Linked DNA regions of Mus musculus: region 2 is linked to region 1. The links are chromatin contacts, called in public HiChIP or PLAC-seq maps. All regions are on one chromosome and are shown on one strand. Each heading gives the region's core, a stretch centred on a gene start, on an enhancer-like site or on the middle of the called end of the contact. The rest is flanking DNA. Distances are from core to core; before and after follow the strand shown. Region 1 has its middle 26 kb from the start of Pmvk. Region 2 holds the start of Adar (adenosine deaminase, RNA-specific).

Region 1 (2,700 bases), core at 180-2,679:
CAGAATGCCTTAGACATTTCGTCTATAAACTAGAGATAATAAATAAAATATAAATAAATAATAAAAATTATATGCCAGGCATGGTGGCGCACGCCTTTAATCCCAGCACTCGGGAGGCAGAGGCAGGTGGATTTCTGAGTTCCAGGACAGCCAGGGTTACACAGAGAAACCCTGTCTCGAAAAACCAAAAAAAAAAAAAAAAAAAAAAAAAAAAAGAGAAAAAGAGAAAAAAATTCTAAACAAAAGTTTATAAACTTAGTTTACAAACTAGAAAACCTGACGGCTCATGATTCTAAAGGCTGAGCACCCACGGGGAGGGCTTACTTCATCCCCCTGCCTCTGCCCCTAAGGGTTGGCGTTAAAGACATTACACCACCGTGCCAGCTCCCGTTCCTTTCTTAATTACATTTATTTTTCCATCTTGTGTGTTTTCGTGTTGGGCATCAGAGCACGCCTTGCTGGAGCCGGTTGTCTCTTTCCTCATCCTGGCTCAGGCTCAAGCTTTTGTGTCAAGCCTTGTTACCTCTGAGCCCTGTCCTGCTGTCTCCTAGATGACTAATACCAACACAGCACAAATTAAGTGAACATTTTTTTAACCAGATGTTTGCTAAAATAAAGACAAAAAAAATAGTTCTTATTGAAAAGTATAGAATTTGTTGGTGATATTTGTCTTTATTGCTTATCCGTCATTCCTGGTCCATTAAAGAACCCCCAGAATATGTACTAATAATATGTAATAATATAACTAATAATAATATCAGTTTCGATATGATGGCAACTTGATGCTATCAGCTTGCTAATTTCATCTTTTCTTTTCTTCTCTTTTCTTCTCTTCTCTTCTCTTCCCTTCCCTTCCCTTCCCTTCCCTTCCCTTCCCTTCCCTTCCCTTCCCTTCCCTTTTCTTTTCTTTTCTTTTCTTTTCTTTTCTTTTCTTTTCTTTTCTTTTCTTTTCTTTTCTTTTTCAAGACAGGGTTTCTCTGTGTTGCCCTGGCTGTCCTGGAACTCACTCTGTAGACCAGGCTGAACTCAGAAATCTGCTGCCTGCCTCTGCTTCCCAAGTGTTGGGCATGCACCGCCATTGCGCGACACTAACCTTGTCATTATAAAAGCGTCTTTACCAAGGTCAGAACTTGTTCTATTTAACTGCAGCTTATTTATAGCTTTAAGATGTGCAGAAGTCTAGCACGCAAAATCTTCAAAAGTGTGAGGCAGGTGCCCCCAAAACAGCTCAGAGGCTCTCGAGTCTCTGTCAGCTGCTAGAGATAGAGATGAACACTGCAGCCTCCAGAACCATCTCCCCTCAAGGAGCCAGGACCCTAGAGAAGCGGATTCCTGATCTGGCTCTCTTTTTTCCCCACGATGGTGGGCTCTGCTGGAGAAACCCGGCCCTGCCAACAGAGGGCGGTCTTGCTCCACGGCCCCAAGCACAGCAAGTCTATACACCGCGCCGACCGACCATAGCCAGGAACAGCGTGAACCAAACGCTACACCAGCACTGCCCCAACTTCACGCTGCCCAACGGTCCAGAGAAACCCGGGTGGGGTGGCTAAGTCCAGGTGGCTCTGGCATGAGCGACTCTCGCAGATGAGGTGTGGGCTGGCCTTATGGGTCCTGCCAAAAGTCAGTTTTAGCCTCTATGCCCCGCAAACGAATGACCCACAAGAACACTCAGTACCACAAATATAAACAGCCGTCTGCAACTTGGAGTCCTCGAAATTTGAAAATTCCAGAAATAACTCTCCTTCACACAACTCCCCGAAGTGACACAGTCTCAGAGACTGAACCGTCTCAACCTTACACTAGAGTGATGTCACCAACACACGTCTGCATCAAAATCGGGGCACTCAAAGAGCTGGGACTGCACATTCCCAAGCAGAGAGGGTGACTGCTCTGTGTTCCTGAAGCAAAGGGACTGCCTGAAGTGGAAGGGAACTAAGCACAACACCTGTCTGTGTGTCTGTCTGTCTGGGTGGGTACAGAGGTATTCATTTTGTGTGATACAAACTCCCATGTAGCTCAGGCCATGGGAGGCCAAAACTGCTAAATTTATTTTTAAAGAAATTTGTTTAAAAAGTATGTATGGGTGTGTCTGTGCCTGCATGCTTGTACAAGTTCAGGTGCCACAGAGGCCAGAGTCATCAGAGTCCCTGGAGCTGGACATACAGATGCTGCACGCCACCTGATGGGTGCTAGGAACCAAACTCTGTCCCTCTAGAAGATCAGTAAGTGCTCTTAACCATGGGACCATCCATCTCTCCAACCCCAGAGGCCACAACTGCTAAATTTAAAAAGTTCTTTCCATTTCAAATGTTCTCTTGCATTTATCATTAACTATCACTATTATTGCTATTATTAACTATTAGTGGGGGGCTGAGGGGAGAGAGGAATGGAAGGAGGAGAGTGGAATACACAGGCGTGAGTGAAGGCCAGAGGACAACTTTGGGAGTCAGTTCTCTTCAACTCCATTGCTGAGGCTTGACCCCACCCCCACCCCCTTCTGATGTGAATACTCGGGCCACATGAAGTACTCCAGGCTACAAGATCCAGGTAATTCTCCTGTCTCAAGTACAGACAGCTTTTTAAATTTTATTTTTAATCTACTTGTTGTTGTTGTTGTTGTTGTTGTTGTTTGTTTTTTGTTTTTTGAGACAGGGTTTCTCTGTATAGCCCTGGCTGTCCTGGAACTCACTTTGTAGACCA
Region 2 (2,700 bases), core at 140-2,639, 250 kb before region 1:
TTCAAGTCAGATGCCTGCAATATTTTGAGGGAAGGTAGACACACACACACACACACACACACACACACACACACCATTAAGAGCTGGGGAGATGACTCAGTGAGTAAAGCGTTTGCCACACAATCTTAAGGACCTGAATCTGAATCTCCAGAACCCAAGAAAAACAAAACAAAACACAGTGTGGTATAAAAATCAGTAATTGTGAGACACTTGAGGGTATAGGGGACCAAGAAGAAAAATTCCTGGAAGCCTGAGGGCCCAGTTCCGAGGCTGTCCTTTGTCGTAGAAAGAAGTACAAGTGTGCCTGTACATCTGCAACATTAAAAGTTGGTTGTTGGAGTAGGGTTTTTTTGGTTTGTGTTTTTGAGGCCATCTACACAGCTTTGGCTGGCCTGGGACTCAGAAATACCTGCCTCTGCCTCATGAGTACCATCATACCCCCCAAATTACAACACACACACACACACACACACACACACACAGTAGTAGAGCATTTGCTTATCAAGTGTGAGGCTATTGGTACATCCCATATAGCTTTTTAAAATTTTGAAGGATAAACCTGGGTGGGACATGCCTGCAATTCCAGCTCTAGGGAGAAAAGACTGGTGGCTTGCTCAAGGGCAATCAAGGCAACACAAGACAAGTAGAAACTGCCTCAAAAGCAAACAAACCAGCATGGTCAAACCAAGGCAAGGAACAGTCCTAATCCCACCACAGGGTCAGTTTCCATCCCCGCTGCTTTCCAGAATGACAGATCCAGTGCTGTGCACAGCATGAATCCTCGGAATCTGGGTTTTTCTGTTCAGAACGTTGCAGCTGGGGCTCATGTACGACATCACAAGTTCATTTTAGTGCTAAGTAGAATTCCACGAAGCTTACCCAGTGCGCTACAGAAAGACACCCTTCTTGGCCATAAAGCAAAAGACTTCCCCCTGCTGGTTAGTTGAGATAATTTAAATTTCTCAGGAAGTTGAAAAAGCAAAGAGGATCATGAGAAAAGTTGCTCATGTTGGGCTATAGCGGCTCAGCAAGGCATCAGGGGTCTTAGCAGAAAGAGAAGGGGTGTCTGCCCCGGCCTGGGTCCTTGTCTGGCTTAGACGCTGGTCTATCTTCTGACCAGCCTCCTTCCTGAGACTGCTCAAAGCTACAAGAACTAACTGAACAGAAATCCCCAGAAGGGCTGGCAGTTCGGCTTGAGAAGGAGAACGTGACCCTCGTAATTCACACTACGCGAGCCAGATATGAGGGTGCAGACCCCGCGGGCTTACCTGTGGGTCCCCTGAACCCTTGAGACATAGTGCCGGCAAGGCCCGCACCTGTGGCCGTAAGATGGCTGGCTCCCCAGAGTTCACTTTCGTTTCCTTGAAAAGGCTTCCCCGCCCAACTGTTGGGCCAAGAGGAGGGAGGGGTTTGCTCCCGGTAGCCGAGCAGCAGCATCCTGCCCACCATAAGGGCTGGGCCGCCGTAGTCCACGCCCACCGCCTTCCTCACCACTCCACCTCCACTAGCAGGGCACTATATACGTTCTCTGAGAGCTTGGGAGCTATTTACTTCACTGACAAGCTTATTTTTGTTCACGGTATTTTGGAAAGCTTCACTCAACAGCGCCCTCTCCGCCCTGTGAGGAAGTTCCTTTTCCGTGTTTAATCCCTACTGCTTGCGAGATTTACAAGTCTGTCCACTCCTAGAGTGACCATTGGCCAATGCCCTGTCCCCACTAGCCTGTCCTTCATTCCCCCTGTTGGCTGCTCCAAACTTCCTATCTTTTTGTAGATAAAATTCTTTACCTTCACGTATTCTGTTCTTTAGCCTAGAATGTTCCTCCCCCTTTCCTTGTTTTGTTTTTGAGACTTCAGAGGAATTCCACTTCCATATCCCTGGGTACCTGATGCGTTTGTACCAGTGTCAGCACCCAGCACATGGTGCAAGTAGGCCAGCATATGGCAGTCTGGGCATCTAGTGTATGCTACAACGTCAGCACCCAGCAGCACACACAGTGTAAGTAGAAGCCCCAGCATGTAGCAGTCTGGGCAAGATGGATGGCTCAAAAGTCACTCCCAATCATGTCCTCCCTGTTTGGTATAGCTGCCTGCCTTCAGTGCTCCCGGGGGCACTCCAGTGGGCAGGGCTGTTCTCGCCTATATCCCCTGCACAGTGAGTCCCAGACAGTCATAGGTGAGTGGATAATAGTGCACTCTAAGTAAAACAATTTGCGGAACAGAAACTTGGGGGGGGGGGGATAAAAAATGGCAATCAACACAGGAAAAGAGCTCAATCTTGTGCCATCAGGGAAACTCAGGAAAGGTCACAGTGAGTAGGTGTTCTTGTCCACTCACCAGTGTGGCACCATTAACTAGCACATAGGAGGACCAAGAAGGAGCAACCCCAGTCACTGCAGGAAGTCATTACTTAGAAACACACCCCATGGTTTAACCATTATATGCATTTAGCAGGATAAGCTACACAACACTGAAAGCAATCAAACTAAAATAAGCAGATGTTCCCACCTTAGGATATTACACAGCAATTGAAGTAAAAACCACAGCCAAATGCAGCAGATGGGAAACAATGTAACAATACTGAAAGAAGACCTCCTGTCCCAAACCAAGCAAAACCAAGGTCAATCATGTATTGCACAAGACAGGTTCAAGTCCAAGGCATTCTAAATGGAAGGAATGTTCTGGGGGCTAATGATCCACT

What was found. HiChIP or PLAC-seq counts read pairs in DNA pulled down with a chosen protein or histone mark.
Region 2: a contact with region 1 is called in an H3K4me3 HiChIP or PLAC-seq map of bone marrow-derived macrophages, with 4 times the contacts expected there. The contact joins the promoter of Adar here to the enhancer-like site in region 1. A contact is called at or near these places in 1 of 15 datasets of contacts at CTCF or cohesin (the NIH/3T3 cell line), 1 of 484 Hi-C or Micro-C datasets (nephron progenitors), 10 of 115 datasets of contacts at active chromatin or transcription factors (the 230-238 cell line, the SCID.adh cell line, T-cell acute lymphoblastic leukemia and 7 more) and 4 of 9 other capture datasets (adipose tissue, embryonic stem cells, liver and 1 more).

The regions. Positions count from the first base shown.
Region 1 is chr3:89,484,065-89,486,764 of GRCm38.p6, reverse strand. No RefSeq gene overlaps it. Among named protein-coding and RNA genes, the nearest start is that of Pmvk, 26 kb to the right of the region's middle. Within about 2 kb of position 1,429, at least 29 of the 459 cell types and tissues checked have an H3K27ac peak or open chromatin away from gene starts, as enhancers often do. A contact at or near this core is called in the SCID.adh cell line, bone marrow-derived macrophages, epiblast stem cells and 1 more, where this site is marked.
Region 2 is chr3:89,729,407-89,732,106 of GRCm38.p6, reverse strand. Adar (adenosine deaminase, RNA-specific) reads right to left here and starts at 1,389. Exons shown (of 15, transcript NM_001146296.1): 1 at 1,269-1,389. The coding sequence starts at 1,296.